Linked DNA regions of Mus musculus: regions 1, 2 and 3 are each linked to region 4. Evidence: chromatin contacts called from public Hi-C, HiCAR-type and HiChIP or PLAC-seq data. All regions are on one chromosome and are shown on one strand. The core of a region is the stretch at or near the end of the contact, and the rest is flanking DNA. Distances in the headings are between cores, read along the strand shown.

Region 1 (4,145 bases), core at 1,528-4,027, 900 kb after region 4:
TGCATGTGTGCGAGAGAGTGTGCAGTGTGTGTGTGTGTGTGTGTGTGTGTGTGTGTGTGTGTGTGTGTGTGGTGCAGCTACTGGGAGGTCTTTAGGTCACAGCTTAGAAGGGCTGTTAGGACTGCAGACCCTTTTGTGCCCTGAGGTAAACAGCTTCCTCTACCACTCAATATCCTTCATAATGTGTTCTACTGCAGGGACCCAAAGCATTGAGCCAAAAAAGTCACGGAATGAAGGCTGCAAAACTCGGAGGTGAAATTAACCTTGCTCTTGCAATGCGTAAAGAGATTTGCTCAGGGATGCAGAAGACACGGAAATGAGTAAGACAGCAAGAGAAGAATCGTCCCCAGGTCCTATCCAGTCCCGAATTTCTGGGTTTTGGTATTTAAATTTATCTTAGTGGTTGCGCAGAGCAATGAGCTTCAGTGTTCCATTTTCATAATGTACCTCCTTGACCTTCACTCACAGACCGAGCTTACCCAGTCCCTTCCTCTGTCCCCTTTCAGATGAGGCTTCTGTCCCACCCTGCCCCAGGTCCTCCTGCAGGGATCTGCCCCAGTGGAGCAGTGCACTGCCCACTCCGTCCCACTGGGTTGTCCTTTTTGTTTGCCCACACATTATAGTTGACATAATTGTCTTTTAAAAATTTATTTTTAGCTAATATATAAAATAATGTGATTCATGGTGATATTTTTGTTATAGTCTGCTATTTTTCACACCCCACCGCCCTCCCTAATCCTGACTCACTTCTTGTTAGTCCCTTTCCCTTCACCCAGTAATCTGTTAGCTTTTATGACGTGTATATTTTATTACAATTTCTCACTCCCCAACTCCCCACTCTCTTTAAACTTCTTCCCTCCATGGTCCCCTTTCTATACTCTATCTATCTATCTATCTATCTATCTATCCATCCATCCATCAATCCACCCACCCACCTATCCATCTATCTATATTCCACATATTTAAAAAAAAAACCCACTTGATATCTTTCAGTAATCTGGCTTCTTTCACTTAATGTAATGATCTCCAGGTCTGTCCACTTCCTTGCAGATGTTAGAATTTCACTCTCTATAGCTGAATAAAATTCCCTGGAGCAAGCTACTTCTTGCTTTGTGATTTCTGATGTTCTGATCGCTCTCTCCTTGGGGCAGGGTCTATTCTCTGTTACCTTGCCTATCTCTTCTGTTAAATTGCCCTGAGGCAGCTTCTCATCATCATCTCACCCAAAGTTTCTAGAACTTCCATTCTTAACTTGAACTGTCTTTGATCTTTGTTATTTGGTTTTTTTGTTTTTTTGTTTTTTTGTCTTTTTTGTTTTTTTTGTTTTTTTGTTTTTTTTTTTTGAGACAGGGTCACATGTAACCCAAGCTGGCCCTTGACTCCCTCTGTAAACTAATATGATCTTGAACTTCTGATCTTTCTACCTCCACTTCCCACATGCTGGCATGACAGAAACGTGCCACCACCTCCAGTTTTACACGGGGCTAGGTCTCAGGCCTTTGGGCTTCATCTTTGCTAGACAAGCACTGCCCCAACTGAGCTGCTTCCTGGCATGCACTGCTGCATTTCTATTAATCACGTACACTCCTTACTTCTTCTGCATATCTACTGTTACCATAATAATTCAGATCATTGTTGTAGTAATTAAACTTTTATAAGTTTTAGCCCCCAACTTACACAAGCAGGATAGCAAATAGTTGTTCTAACTTAAGACAGGATTTCCCACCTTTGGATCTTTCTCTATACTCACTCCTTTGATTAGCATTTCTCCCCAGTTCATCTAATTGGGGTAATAATTTAATTCAGTTTTATCAAGACAGAACAAACCCACAAAGCCTTCAGTTTTGCAAGAACTAACTTCACCGTCTCCCGGGTTACCGTGATTCGTACCAGCATCATGCTTATGCTTAGGAAGAAAACCTTATGCTCAAATAGTCTTAGGTTTTAGTGACAAATATAAAAAGCAGATAGAATGTGTAAGAGCTTTATCTCTGCCACCCACCCATCCAAACAGTCACCTCCTAAGACTACAGATATTGCTTCAATATTCTAATTAGGAACCAATCCCTGAATCAGTACCAAAATATTTTTAATGTTATAAAATTATATTAGGTCGCTGGAAAAACTATGTTGTGAAAACATGACCGAGGAGAGGAAATCAGAAGTTAGTGGCCAAAGTCACAGGCAAGGTTTCAATGGAAAAAGATGGCCCGGCTGTTCTTACTTCTCTTTCCTGCTGCCCAGCTGGCGGGCTGTGTATTGGTCCCCATAGTCAATCAACACCAGCTGTCGAGAAAACACATTGACTTTGTTGCCTATAAATAGATCTTCCAGGCGCAGGTCCTCATACTTGGTCCGCTTTAAGAAGGTGCGACGATTCTTTACATCATGCTAGAAACAGACACAGTAAGAATACTTATGAAGAACGTACGCCTTACAGAGAAAAGTCTCCAATTGATTTTACAAAAGACAGCTATATCCTATTACTTTATAACTACGTATATAAATTATATTTTATACTGTGAAGCTTTATTTCCAATCCAATCTAGTGATAAAAGTTTGTAATTAAAATATATATTTTAGAATATCCTAAATAGACCAAGTTATTTCAGTAACTCACCAGCTATGAGTGACAGAGACAGATTCTCATATTTCTTTTTATGTACACATCCCAATCACTAAAAAAAATTGTATTTCCTTTAAGAGATGTGTATTCATGTGTGTCTCCCTTTCTGTGGGTAGGTACATGTGAGTGAAGGTGCAGAAGTCACTGTTGGCTTGCCAGCAGCTGGAGTTACAGTTGCTGTGAGCGGCTCGGTGTAGGTGCCGGGAACCAAACTTGGGACCTACAAGGGCAGCTAGCACCCTTAACTGAGCCTTCTCTCTAGGCTCCAACCCCAACTGAGCTGACTTTTTAAAGTGATTGCCAATGAAGTGATGCAAAGAAAGGGACCCTCTTAGAGCCTCTTTAATTTGACATTTTATACAGATACCAACTTTTAACCGTAATATTTATGACTATGATAACCATTTATCTGTAACTACTTATCAAATATTGATTAATCCCAAAAAACAGTTGTCCTACTTCATTTTGGGGTCTCTCTATATATCTACTTCTATATATGTGTGTTATATGCAAGTGTGCATCCCTACAAACATACATGATATAGGAGGTTGCCTGATGTCTTCTTCAGTCATTTCTCACATTATTGTCTTAACACAGGCTCTCTCACTGAACCTGAAGTTTGCTTTAAGTTGGGTCAGCTGGCCAGAGAGCTCCAGGGAGCTCCTGCCTCTGTTACTCAGGATTGGAGTTCTCACAGGGAACAAGGCCCAGCCATTATGTAGGTAGGTGCTTAAGAGTCAAGCTCAGGCCTTCACACTTTTGCAGCCAGTATTATTTCCAGCTAAGAGATCTCTCTAGGCCTGTTTGTTTGATTGGAGACAAGGTTTTGCTATACAGTTCAGGCTAGCCTGTAACTTTGGAATTCCCCTGCCTCAGCCTTTTAAGTGCTGAAATTATAGTCCAATGTCACCAAGCGTAAGCTGTTCTTATATTTTTAATGTAAAATCTTGCAAAAATACTTCGGTTAGAAATTTTCAACAAGGCTGGGTGTGAAGGTGGACATTTATAATCCTAGCTGAGATTAGACCAGATTGCAAGTGAGCAGCCAGATGGTATTATGTGGTCAAATCCTGTCTACCACGTAACTCAGAAAAATAAAATAAAATTATATATATACATACATACATATACACCAGCACAAAGTTATCTTCCTGTGTTGGTATATTACTGAGCACCAAGAAAAAGAAATCCAATAAAATATCTCTACAGAGTGATTGGATGCTCCCACGATGCTGTGCATTAGTGTGATCCTGCAGGCCGGTCACAGTGTGCATGGATGTGTGTGTTATCCTGCAGGCCGGTCACGGTGTGCATGGATGTGTGTGTATGTTATCCTGCAGGCCAGTCACGGTGTGCATGGATGTCTGTATTATCCTGCAGGCCGGTCACGGTATGCATGGATGTGTGTGTGTGTTATCCTGCAGGCCAGTCACGGTGTGCATGGATGTGTGTGTGATCCTGCAGGCTGGTCATGGTCTGCATGGACGTGTGTGTGATCCTGCAGGCCGGTCATGGTCTG
Region 2 (4,044 bases), core at 1,509-4,008, 850 kb after region 4:
AGTTACATATAAAGAATTCTTCTTTCCTAAATATATAAGAATTACATTTTCTTATTTCCTCTACTTAGGAAAAATACTTATTTTCTCATGCTTCCAAAAATGCATGTAACTGAGGCTAAGGAAACCATCTTCTGCTCGCATAGCACAGAGCGCTCTCCACCCTTCACTGCTCTCCCTGTCCCTATAATGCAGCTTTTGATATTCTTCCATCTTCCCTGCTCCCCAGTTTGTCCTTCAAGTCTCTCTTCCTCTAACAAGGTTTACATTGTCCCTGTATTAGATTCTCTCTTACCAAATGATTCTTCAACATGTGAGTTTGCCTCAACTACCAAGGTTTGTTTGGTCTTTATTCATACTTTCCCCTGTACGTCCGGTTGTTCTAGAAGCTCTGTATGTACTCGTCATCACTGATCTACCCCATGTAGACAAGTTTAACCGCTCATAATTTCTTAAGCATCTAGAATAAAGCCACCATATTCACAATCTTCATATTTACCTTTATATTCTTTCTATTTGAAGGAACACCTTAGAAAACTTTTATTTCCAAGTTTAAAAAATAAGTTAGCAAATGGAAAGAAGAAAACACATAGTCCTCTGCCATGGTAAAAGATACTCAGAGCATTCTCTACTGTTGTTAGACAAATGAGAATTATTCTTTTGTAAAGCACTGCTTTGAGCAGTTTTCTTGCATATTCACTTTTATGTAAGTTACAAGACTGAAAAATTAAAAAATTAAACTTGTTAAAATAGTTACTTCATAACACAAAATAGACCAATAGTTTAATAACTTACAGGATCAGCAGGTCCGCAGAATTCTCGAAATGTCTTTGTAGGGTTGCTCTGTTGGATCTCTATTGCTACGCAAGGGCCGGAGCACAGCTCTGTCACCATATCCTTCAGTATTCAAGAGAAACAAAATAATTAAAATAACTGAATGTTTTACCCCCATACCTTTAACTGTGCTGCTTCCCCACTATCTCCAGTCCCCAATAGTCGGTCACCTTTGACCTCTTTCCCATCTGAGTCCTGCACACAAGCTCTTTCTAAACGACAGCCACCTTTGCCTCCAAATATTTCCTCTCATCCCTCCCCTCCGCTCCTAGGACACTAGCATTTCAAGGTAATGCTTTGCCTCTTCCAGTCACATCAGCCATTTCTCACACATTTTCCTTTCAGACTTCCCCCTTTCCATCAGGGTAGTTTTATCAAATTAATATTTCCAAAGTATAAATAGCCGTGTTTCTCCTGTAGGACCTTTAAAAATCTATTACATGGTTAGCAACAAGAACTAACATCTAGAAAGTAAGAAAAAAAATAGATGAGCTAGTTTTCACGGATTGGATGGTGGCAGCCTAGGGGGACCGTGTAGTAGGCCAGATAATTCTTTTCTCTTGCTGCATAAAACAGCCGCAGACAGGCGAGCCAGACACAGGGCAGGTAGAAGCATACAGTAGAGCCTGACATTTCCACAGCACTGCAGAGGCAAGCTCAGTTAATGGAGCCCAGCAGATAGGATCATCAGGGCAGAATACAGAACAACTCCAAACCCTGCCACGGAGCTTTTTCTACACCCATGTTTACTGCTGCTGTATCCACTTGAGCAAGGAGGTAGAAATAAGTGAGTGGTGAATGCGTGGTTAATAAAACACTGGTGTATACACACACACACACACACACACACACACGCACGCACGCACACACGCACTCACACACATGGATATTATTCAGCAAAGAAAAATGTAATCATAAAATTCGCAAGATAACAGATGAAATAAGAATGTACACTAGTAGGTGAGGTCACATGGTATCGGAAAGAAAAATACATGGTCTTTCCCACTTGCAGAACCTAGCCAAAACATATACATGCAAGCAAATGTACAGGCGGACACAGCAGCACGTGCAGAGGGTAATCATTAGAGCATGAGGAAGGACTGAACACAGGCGATGGACGCGAGATCTAAGCTGATTGTTTCCTAGTTCTAACTCTGTGGTCGAGTTTTCATTTTCTGTGGTGGATAAGTGCATAGCTATGTATTCGCCAGTGAAGGTAAATTAGCCGGAGGCTCCACAGCTTCGAGATGGCCAAGAGGAGTCCATGGCTTCTGTCATCCAGAGCTTGGAAAACCCCCACAGAATACATGAGCTCCAACCTCAGGTAAAGCCCTCATACACACATACAGCACATGGGCTCGTATCAGGTAAAGCCCTAATACAACTGCCAGGCTCTACTTCAGGTGCAGGCCTCAGAAGGGCTCTACCCCATGGCTGTCCTAAGTCAGCCCTATAGGGTGAGGTAGCACCTGCTCACCTTACAAAGCTTGAACGCAAGCCTCCCCAGAGTCAAGCTTGAACGCAAGCCTCCCCAGAGTCAAGCTGAAGCAAAGTTACTTAACTGACAGCCCAGCTCTCTTAAGGGCACAATCCATGGCAGAGCACATCATGCAGGGTCAGTCATTACCAGGCCTGAGCAAGAGGAGAATGCAAGCCACTAGCAGAAGCAACGTCAGTAAGGAGACAAGTATCCAGCAGACAGGAGCAATGTAATGAACACACGATTGCTAATACAGCTATCATAGATGAGCCTGCATGCTCAAATTATAGGAGAACTATGGACATTCTGAGGAAAAAAAATGAATAACAGAAGACTCAAATCTAGAAATGAAACCAAAGACATGTGACTAATTAGTGCTTTGGATGGGTGAGCAGGGCACAGCCCTGCAGGTAAATGACCTGAGGCTGGCACTTGGAACTGCTTCAGCACCAGCAAGGAAACCTACAGCGAAGAAAAGCAAAGGCCTCGTGGTCCGGTGTCACACCGTGTAACATGGTGTCTTGGAAGAAAAGTGGACAAAGTATTTTAGGAAATAGCTGATAAAAAGTACACCACGTTTCTACCCATAAACGTCGAAATCCAACAGAGGAGTAGGAAGGAAAATGAGAGGGGAGAACAGGATCAAGCAGAACAGCGCAACCAGCAGGAAACCGTAAAAGTTAAAGACAGGTGAGCAAGTCATGTAGCAGCTGCATCAACAAGGCCTGCCTGTCAGTCCTGGGACCAAACCACACCGTAACAAACAAACAAACAAACACAGACACAGAAAGAGAAAAAAGAGCTGGGGGAAGCCAGAACCCAAATCCCTGTCTGTAAGATGTAGTCAAAACACATTGTACATATGTATGAAATTCTCAAAAATAAACAAGAAAATGTTCTCAAGGGGAAGGGCACATAAAAATATAAACCTGCACAAAACAGCAGTAGACAGAAAGCACTTCTTTCTCTTGTAACTGTTTTAAAGATAATTATTCAATGGCTCATAAGTCCTCATGTCTAGATGATGGGGTTACAGACCTTACATAGCTTCTAGGAGAGAGAGTAGGGTGTGAAGGTGGGGCATCCAGAAAGGGTTAAGAGCAATAGATGGGAGAATATAATCAAAATATACTGCATGCATGTGTGAAATTCCAAAAAATTAAATATAAATATATTCAAAACAGAAAAAAGACAATTATCCAAAGAAAAGCATTAGTTTTCTTTGAGAGGAAGGCCCCAGGTGTGCCAACTGCATTAGAGCGAATGGCCTCCCACTCATTAGTACACAGGCAGCACCAACTGGATTCAGCTGGTTATTTACTTGTTTGTTTAGTTATTTATTTAATGTATGAGTCAAAGCCTCACTATGTGGCCTGTGCTGGCCTGACACTTACTATGCAGATCTCCTGGCCTCTGCTGCTGGGTGCTGGGATTGAAGGAATGAGCTACTATATGTTCAGAGCAGGGATGTTTTATTTGCTTGCTTGTTTGTTCGTTTTGAGTTTTGGAAACCAAATTGGGAGGGGGTGGGAGCTTGTGGTGGTGATGAAATCTGGAAAGGGTTAAGGAAAGGATGGGGAAATATAATCAAAATGCATTGCATGCACATGTGTGATTCCAAAGAAATAGATAGAAATATATTAAAAAACAGAAAAAAGATCATTCAAAGAAATAAAATACATGACAAAATAACGCCAAGAATCATGGGAAAAGTTGTTATGATATTCACTCAA
Region 3 (4,367 bases), core at 1,763-4,262, 530 kb before region 4:
AAAGAAAGAAATACAAGACTCTGAGGAGACCCAACAGGCACCCCAATGCGGAAGTAAATCCTAACTGAAAGGAGAACCATGACTGTGCACATAACAAAGTTGACTTGTTTTTAATGGGTCAAAGGGGAAGAGAAATCAGGAGTAACCTGGTCAGATCACAAGAGAGCAGCGCCAAGAAGGACGGAGAGGTAAAAGGATTTTGTTTGCTTTGAGAGAGGACATTAGACAGTCCAGCCAGGTCGGAAACCACCAGATAACAGAGAAAACTAACCTTGAGCTGAAGATCCTTCTGCCCCCGCCTCCAAATCCTGAGACTGTATATTTAGGGCCTTATCACCAAGCCCCAGGATACAACGCAGGGCTTCCCACAGCCTAGGTAAGCACCCTGCCAATTTTACTGTGGACTTGCTGGCTCTACAACATAACTTGGTACCATATTACCAACCAGCAGAAACAGATTCTTCCTCTAAAGATTCATTATACAAAAATATCACACACCAAAACAACTAGACAAGAGGGACACCCTTACGGGACACACACCCAAGCCGCCCCTTGTCTGTGAGGGAGATGGCCGGCATTTTACACCGGGCAAGTGGTCTCAAGCCTCAGCCTGGCTCTTTCTAGCCTCATGAAGAGACTCTTGGTTGCTGGAAGAGGAAACGCGTAATAGGAACCAGTTTCGGCTGGTTAATTGGCCGAGTCAGTATCCAGACAAAGGCTGACATTCCCAACGTGTCCACACGTCTTTTCAATAATACCATCCCAGAAACCCGAGAGCCTGGGGAGGCTCCTCGAATCTGCCTCTCTTCTACCAGGAAATACTTCACTGGAGGCCTACCTGTTGGCCATCAGCTAGGTGGTCACGGGTGAGCCCCCATCTCTAAGCCTCAGTGCTCCCCATTTCGGCAGTGTGGATAATGACACCCCAGATACCTCACAGATAGTAATAAGATCATGGGTCGGGGCGAGGCTCAGTCTGTCCCCTTCCTATTAGGATCACCAGTGAGGGTTTGAGGGAGTAGGGGGCATTGTTCTAGAATAAAGTGGCTTGGTAGTGCATTTTAAAACTTCTCTGCAAGTGCTACGCAGGTCACTTGAGTGCCACCTCTGGGGTAGAGAGAACGGGTGAATAGCAGATTCTAGAGAAGTGAAACGGGCTGGTTAAAAAAAGGGGCGAGTTGGGGTCAATATATCTGGCTGGGAGGGACAGCGGCTTCTATTACTTTTGTCTCTCAGAAAAATATAGCCCCACCCCCACTCCCAGTGCTGCTAGGTCTTTAACCTTTTCAAGAAGAGTTAGAAACTTAAAGAGCAAATCAATAGACTTTGTTCTCTAAAATTTTATCCTGCGTGTGTGTGCGCACGCGTGCAGAGTGCAGGTGCACCACAGGTGCATTGGGTATTAATGAGTGTATGGTGTGGCCAGAGGTCAGTTTTGGAGGTCACTCCTCAGAAGCTGGAGCCATCCAACTGGCTTTTTGAGCCAGGCTCTCTCTCCCTGCGGTCTGAAGCTCACTGACTCCGCTTGGCTGGCAGGCCAGGGAGCTAGCCACCTGGCCAGTGCAAGATCACACGTGTGTGCAAGTGTGTGCAAGCCGTTGAGCCAGTGTAGGATCACATGTGCGTGCAAGCTGTCAAGATGGGTACTGAGGACCAAATACAGGTCCTCGCGCCTACATGGCAAGTATTTTACCAACTGGGCTATTTCCCTAGCCCCTAGGATTGCAGTTTTAAAAGGCAGTAGCTAATTTAAATTTGTTTAGAACAATACAGAACTCTGTGGAGGCTGAAGAAAACGGGTCTCTTCTATTCTAGCACATGGGTCCCAGTCCTGTGGCCTGTGCTTTGAAGACAAGTGGGTCTGAGGTGAACTAGGGTTGGCCCCCTGGCTTTGCGCAAATTACTTAACCTCATGTCTTCATCTGTAAACCCGGAATAGCCATGCCTGTTTCTAAGAGTTACTACAAGAGACAATGAATGAAAACAGGTGGAACCGAAAAGCCCTAGGCACATACCATGGCAAGGGCTTGGTTAAAGCGTCGGCGTCTCTTGGCTCACTGTTTACCACGACACCAAGCTTTCTCAGTTTTGCCACAGACCCTCCACCGAGTCAGGCTTCATTTCTGGGCTCCTGTGTGGCCTTTCCCTCCCAGGCTGTTTCCACCTGAGCTGTAAGCAGAGCCAGGTCCGCAGTCAACTATAATGCTGTGTAGTAGTTTCCCACTGCTGATAGGTAAAGGTAGGGAAGAGAATCTCCGAAGTCACATAAGCCAAACGCTAAACTATCCAACAATCTGTATGCCTTTAGATCACAAGAGTGCAGTTTATGCAGAGACAGCGCCTAAAGAGGACGCCTGACTATCTGAAGGGTGTGAAGTGCTCCAGGTACTGGCAAAGAATTTACCCCAAGCGCTTAGACCAGTAACAGGGTAAGTAGGAACTTCCTGGTAGTTCCCCAACATCTGGGATGCTACAACCTCCGCCTAGCCAGCGCAGGCCAGAAGAGACAGTCATGTGAGCTGGGTTCAAAAGTCTTATCTCTAAGACCCACGCTCTCCCCAGCGAGCTAAACTGGAGACGCTGGTTTCCTGCTCTGCCGGGTCTGGGAAACCGCGCCGCGCTCCCGCTCACCTGCAGGTCGCTCACGGCTTGCTGCAGTGGACTCAGGTACATGTAGGGCTCGCCCGTGCCTTCTCCCGGAGGACCGTCACTGATTGAGATGATGTCCGCGAAGGGCCAGCCGCGCACCTCCTTTATTGTGGAGATAGTGGCCAGCGAGCCCCAGTCTGAGACGTGAGTCACGAAGCGGGCCACGCGCGGCCCGTCTTCGCGGGGTGGCAGCGGAGGCAATCGCCTGTCCACGTCCCAGTCCCCGTGGTCCCGGCCTCCGCGACCCGAGGCCGGCGACACCAGTAGTGCCACCAGCGCGGGCGCCAGAAGGGCAGCAAGCAGGGAACGCGCGAGCTCAGGAGCACGGGCAGCCATGACGCTGACTGCGGAGTCCCTGCCCACCGACCAAACTCTGCCGGGGTAACTATTGCCTGCCCGTTGTTCCGCCCCTCCGAGAAAGCCAATCAGAGATGAGCAGGCAAGAGGGGGCGTGGCTCCAGTGCAACCCAGTTTCCAGAAGCATATGGTCTGTTCACCGTGTCCTGTGATCTGCTCTGTGAAGAGTGCGAATTTGCCCTAAAGAGATATTTGTTTTGCTTGTTTGATTTACAGACAGATAAATGAGGTCTAGAAGAAATTAAGCAACTTCCTAAGTCACAGTGCTAGAAAAAAGCTGCCTGCATGCACGCACACACCTCCTTTTTAATGTCTTTGAGTATGCTTGCCTGGCATCTAAGAGAACGTGAGTTTTCTGTGTGCTCTTTTCTGTTTACTGACTGTTAGCAAGCAAGCCTATATGTAGTACAGTACAGAAATACCGACATGCAGGAACTTAAAAATTCCTGGCCCAGAAGAGTCTTCAGATAAAGCCACTTTGTTAGTTTTCGGTATCCCACTCAAGACTTTGACCTTGTCCATTTGAGACCTGTCAAGTCATCTAGCTCGGTTAAATTCGTGGTTTCATGCATTTATTCTGGCAGATCCTCCAAGCCCGTGGAGGATTTTCATTCTGCTACCCTAGGGAGTTAGAAAATGTATGCAAACGTGTTTGCGTCGTTTTAAAACTGTGGCCACTGTTAGAATCTTTTAAGCCCCACCCATCCTATAGTCTGAATCAGGCCACACCTCTCTGCAGCTCTCTCTCTTCCTAACAGAGTTATGAAGCAGTCCGTGCTTAGCCGCTACTCTTTTTTCTTTCTTAAAAAAATATTAGGTATTTTCTTCATTTACATTTCAAATGCTATCCCGAAAGTCCCCTGTACCCCCCCCTCCCCTACCCACCCACTCCTACTTCTTGGCCCTGGTGTTCCCCTGTACTGGGGCATATAAAGTTTGCAAGACCAAGGGGCCTTTCTTCCCAATGATGGCCGACTAGGCTATCTTCTGCTACATATGCAGCTAGAGACACGATCTCTGGGGGTACTGGTTAGTTCATGTTGTTGTTCCACCTATAGGGTTGCAGACCCCTTCAGCTCCTTGGCAGCTCCTCTTAGTCTGTGGCACCCAGCTCCCTGTCATGTAGGCCAGGATGAACTAAATCATGGGATGTGAAACTTCCTGACACCTCTAAAATGATATAAAAATCAGGCTTAGCCTCTATTCTAGGGACTGGTGTGAGACTCCTAAAGGAGATTTCTGGAAAGATATTCTGAGGTCTGCCTCTAGCTAGCCCCCCACCCCAATCTGGCCCACTACTCTGTCTTTCTCCTGATCTCTGTCTGTCTCTCTGTCTCTCTCTCTGTCTCTGCCTCTCTCTC
Region 4 (4,184 bases), core at 196-2,695:
TACATAGGCCTGGAATTTGCTATGTAGACTAGGCTGTTTTCAAAAATCACAGAGATTCTATACATTTTTTTCTTGGCCTAATGCAGAAAAATTCAAAGGAAGACTTCATATAGTAAGAATGTTGGAGGCTTGGTGAAAAACACACACACACACACACACACACACACACACACACGGCACTTGGGAAGAAGCAGAACAATCAGGAATTCAAGGTCCTCCTTAGCTACAATAGTGAATTGAAGGCTAGCCTAGGCTGGCTGTATGGAACTCTTTCAGAAAGAAAAGAGGATGGATTTCGTTGCATGTAATTTGCTCATTTACCTCCTTATTAGGTCTTCTAGCAGATCTAGATGATGTGAGGTTTACAATGTAACGTCAGTGAAAGGACCCCAGCCTCCTTGGGAAGTGCGTCAGGGGCCAACCTCTGGAGGTCAGTGATGGTAGACAATCCTCCACTATTCGGGATGAACATCTTTATCCTCTGCGGAAGCTGAGACGCCCTACTTTCCGTAGGCAATGGAAATAGAGTAACTATGTAGGAACCAAGGATAGGATGCCAACGGAATGAATTAATCCAGACACCTTGGGCAGGGGAAATTGATGATGGGTTCCTGGGACAGACACACAAACAGAAAATACCTGAGGAGGAAAAGGTTTACTTGGCTTAACACCTTCTGGTAGACAAGGTAGGAATTGAAGCAGAAATCATGCAACAACGCTGCTTAGCGGTTCCAGCGTCGATGAAACAAACACTGAGTGAATAAGAGAGGGGGTGTTGGAATTGAGATGGTGAACAGTTTTGAGATGCTCAAACATTAAACCATCTCATTTTGAGGCAGCTGGGGCCGAAAAGAATCAGTTGTGTTTTACCCAAAGATACACACAGTTGCACTGCAAGCATGGACGGAGCACCGGGCTTTCAGCGTCGTTTCCACTACACCTGTGTGCGGGTAGAAAAGTCTTAAAATATCATAAGGATAATTTGACGTTTCTTTCGTGGTACAAAGAATCAAACACAGGGCGTCGGCGGTTTGCACGGTAAGAAAGTGGGGCTCTTCCACTGGGATTCAAGGTGGAGGAGCTACTATTTGTCATTGGCTCCAAAGTCGCTGTTGGTGCTGGGCTTCCTGAGCGATAGGGACATTGGGCATGTCCTCTTCACCACGACTCATAAGCACAAGAGGTGATGACACTGCTTGGAGCGGTCTGTAAGGAGGAGGTAAGGCAGTGAAGCACGGGGCTCTGGATCCAGAAAGACAAATTCCCACATTCACTCTGGGGTGACGTCACCCGGAGACTTCAGGGCGGCGCGCCAGAGCGACACCCCCGCGCTCAAGTCCCGCCCCTCAGCGTCTCCACGTAAGACGTGTGTCACCCTGAGCTAGTGGTCCCGGAAGTAAAACCAGGAGGGGCGGAAGAGACGGCGGAAGGGCGGGCCTACGGCGCGGCGGCAGGGGGCGGGGCCGAGATGGTAACGGACGCGCCCAGGAGCCGCGCTGCAGAGAGGGCCATCGTGCGACCGCTGCCGCAGGCGCTTGCTCCGAGTAACCCTGCGGCTCCGCTTCTGCCATGATGATCCACGGCTTTCAGAGCAGCCACCAGGACTTCTCCTTCGGGCCTTGGAAGCTGACGGCGTCCAAGACCCACATCATGAAGTCTGCGGATGTGGAAAAGTGAGGCTGTGGGGCGGGGCCGGGCCGAGCCGAGCCGAGCCGAGCCGAGCCGGGCCAGGTCCGGTTGGTGTCCGGGCTGGGGGTCTGACGGTCTCGGTGCAGCCTCACGCGGTACTTGGGGCCGCAGGCTCGGTCCCTCTGACCGACCGTTGATTGACAACTTCAGTAAATGGTCCTGTTCCCTGCTCGCGGCGACCTCTGCTTGCTGGAACTGTAGCTTCTCAGGGTTGAACTGAGCGCGGCTGTTTTGGTGGACTTCACCTAAACCTCGCCGCTCCTTTTTTTCCTACCTAAGCCTGCGCAACCTTTCTGGGCGCGATGACCTGTTCCCTTGCGGGCAATGACGGAAATGGTATTTATGTTTAGTTTTGAGCTTCTTTGGTTCTGTGGTGTGCTCTTGAGGTTCTGAACATGAACCATTGAGTACCACAGACTTCAGAGGACGTGAGACCGTGTGACGTTACTGTGTGACTGTTTAGGATGAAGATTTCAGGTTTTTTTTTTTTTTTCTTTCCTTCTTTTAGCAAATCAGGTGCTGTGATAAGCACTTGAGATAGGACAGATGAAAGAGAAAGGCCCAAGGAATTCATAGTTTCACGAGAGACCGTTATATTATTGTGTGGTTGGTTAGGATGAAGATGTATACAGGTGTGTGTGCGCGTTAGTGTGTTCGCGCGAGGGTCAGTGCACCTGGGCAGAATCTTGATCAAGTCTGGAGACTGGATGGCCGGGTAAAGCCAGCACTCAGACTGAGATCTGAGGTGTTTGGGGATGCCTATAACTGTATCCTGACAAAGTTTGGGGGGGGGGCGCCCTGGCAGAGTGTTGCCTCCCTCGTCATTGGAGAGTTCTCTGTCTTGCTAAGAAGTTTGAATTTTATATAGTAGTCATCAGGTGTAGTTTTACTCAATATCTACATGCATCGTGGTTGTGTCTGGAAGGTTTCTTGGAGGTGTTGTAGAAGATGGAGGGCTGGAATGCTGGAGAGGAGGCCAGTAAGCAGGAAAGAGATGACAGAAGCTGAGATTCAGTGCTTAAGTTTGGTAGGCAGTTGATGGAAAGAAAGAAAAAGGGAGGCTCTTCAGGACCTTTTGTTGTTGTTGTTGTTGTTTAAAATTTACATATGTAAAAGAATCCTTTTTGAAACATAAGTTGTTTCAAATGTTATTAATTCAGAATATGTTTCTAATAGAATTGTTTTTGTTGTATGAGTGTTTTGCTGCATTGCATGTGGGCCTGGTTAGGGGGTGTCGTGGGAGAGGGGGCTGGATCCTCTAAATCTTAAACAAGGCCCAAACACCTCATTTCTAATGTTATGTTTTGCCTTTAGCAAATAGATACTACCAGTGATAGAGCTGAAAGACAGAGCATTTGAAGCAGCCTACCATAACGGAGCTGCTTTTCATGTAGCTGCACTATTGTGCATGACTACTAAATTTCACAAAACCTGTTAAAAGCCCTGGAGCTACCTTTATTATTTCATATTTGCTCTAATTCAGGAAAGTAGTTAAAACCTGTATTTTACAGACTCATCTTGTGGATCTCAATCTATCATTGTACTTAATCTCTTAGTCATTTAATGTTTTCTATCCCTTAAAGGTTAAGAATAAATTTTACCTAAACTTATGGTGAAAATGCCATTTCATTGTTTTTTTTTTTTTGTTTTTTTTGTTTTTTTTTTTTTGTTTTTTTGTCGTTGTTTTTTGAGACAGGGTTTCTCTGTATAGCCCTGGCTGTCCTAGAACTCACTCTGTAGACCAGGCTGGCCTTGAACTCAGAAATCTGCCTGCCTCTGCCTCCCAAGTGCTGGGATTAAAGGCGTGTACCACTCGCCGGGCCATTTCATTGTTCTTAACCATCTTAAAAATATGCAGTTTAGAAACCTCAGATAACAACAGGTAAAATAGAGTATGCACCCAGTTTTTGTCTTAATATACATCTTAAATATTTTCCCATCTTTCCTCTAAATAATTTAATGGTTTTATAATATTTCATCATATGGTTACAAATTTGTATAACCATCTATTCTTGTTTGTTTGTTTGTGACAAGACCTCTACATAGCCCTGGCTGTCCTGGAACTATGTAGATCAAGCTGCCATCAGCTCACAGAGATCTGCCTGCCTTTGCCTCCTGAGTGCTGGGACTAAAGATATGAGCCACCATACCAGGCTTAGTTATTGGTAATTGAGACAGAGTCTTTCTACATAGTCCTGGTGCCCTGGAACTCACTATGTGTAGGTAGGCTGCCCTTGAACTTGACCTGCCTGCCCCCCCCCCACCCCCCAAGTGGTAGGATTAAGGGCTTGTGTCCCCTTGCCTGGCCGTATAACCATTTATTTTGTCCTTTATGAAAATAAACAGCCGGGCTGTGATGGCTCACGTCTTTAATCCCAGCACTCTGGAGGTAGAGGCAGGTAGATGATCTGTGAGTTGGAGGAGAGCCAGGGCTACAGGGAGGAAAAAAACAGCATACGGCCCTTTTCACTATTATAACAGAAGTTATAACCATT

Evidence for each region. A called contact is a pair of places that touch in the nucleus more often than the background predicts. HiCAR-type assays count read pairs that join an accessible place to other places. HiChIP or PLAC-seq counts read pairs in DNA pulled down with a chosen protein or histone mark.
Region 1: an H3K27ac HiChIP or PLAC-seq map of large pre-B cells shows a contact between it and region 4, with 6 times the contacts expected there. The contact joins the enhancer-like site here to the promoter of Tiprl in region 4. A contact is called at or near these places in 1 of 15 datasets of contacts at CTCF or cohesin (large pre-B cells), 1 of 484 Hi-C or Micro-C datasets (cerebral cortex), 13 of 115 datasets of contacts at active chromatin or transcription factors (the NIH/3T3 cell line, the SCID.adh cell line, cardiomyocytes and 10 more) and 1 of 9 other capture datasets (adipose tissue).
Region 2: a HiCAR-type map of kidney shows a contact between it and region 4, with 4 times the contacts expected there. The contact joins the enhancer-like site here to the promoter of Tiprl in region 4. A contact is called at or near these places in 4 of 115 datasets of contacts at active chromatin or transcription factors (embryonic forebrain, embryonic stem cells, kidney and 1 more) and 1 of 9 other capture datasets (embryonic stem cells).
Region 3: a Hi-C map of liver shows a contact between it and region 4, with 2.5 times the contacts expected there. The contact joins the promoter of Creg1 here to the promoter of Tiprl in region 4. A contact is called at or near these places in 3 of 39 promoter capture datasets (hippocampal neurons and liver), 2 of 484 Hi-C or Micro-C datasets (erythroblasts and liver) and 2 of 115 datasets of contacts at active chromatin or transcription factors (bone marrow-derived dendritic cells and pancreatic cancer cells).

Annotation. Positions count from the first base shown.
Region 1 is chr1:164,330,858-164,335,002 of GRCm38.p6, reverse strand. It overlaps Nme7 (NME/NM23 family member 7), which reads right to left. Exons shown (of 14, transcript NM_138314.4): 5 at 2,225-2,391. Among named protein-coding and RNA genes, the nearest start is that of Nme7, 25 kb to the right of the region's middle. Within about 2 kb of position 2,777, at least 10 of the 459 cell types and tissues checked have an H3K27ac peak or open chromatin away from gene starts, as enhancers often do.
Region 2 is chr1:164,382,550-164,386,593 of GRCm38.p6, reverse strand. It overlaps Nme7 (NME/NM23 family member 7), which reads right to left. Exons shown (of 14, transcript NM_138314.4): 12 at 793-894. Among named protein-coding and RNA genes, the nearest start is that of Gm39690, 34 kb to the left of the region's middle. Within about 2 kb of position 2,758, at least 5 of the 459 cell types and tissues checked have an H3K27ac peak or open chromatin away from gene starts, as enhancers often do. A contact at or near this core is called in kidney, where this site is marked.
Region 3 is chr1:165,762,403-165,766,769 of GRCm38.p6, reverse strand. It overlaps Creg1 (cellular repressor of E1A-stimulated genes 1), which reads right to left and starts at 3,012. Exons shown (of 4, transcript NM_011804.3): 1 at 2,632-3,012. The coding sequence starts at 2,985.
Region 4 is chr1:165,234,219-165,238,402 of GRCm38.p6, reverse strand. Tiprl (TIP41, TOR signalling pathway regulator-like (S. cerevisiae)) reads left to right here and starts at 1,445. Exons shown (of 7, transcript NM_145513.4): 1 at 1,445-1,673. The coding sequence starts at 1,570.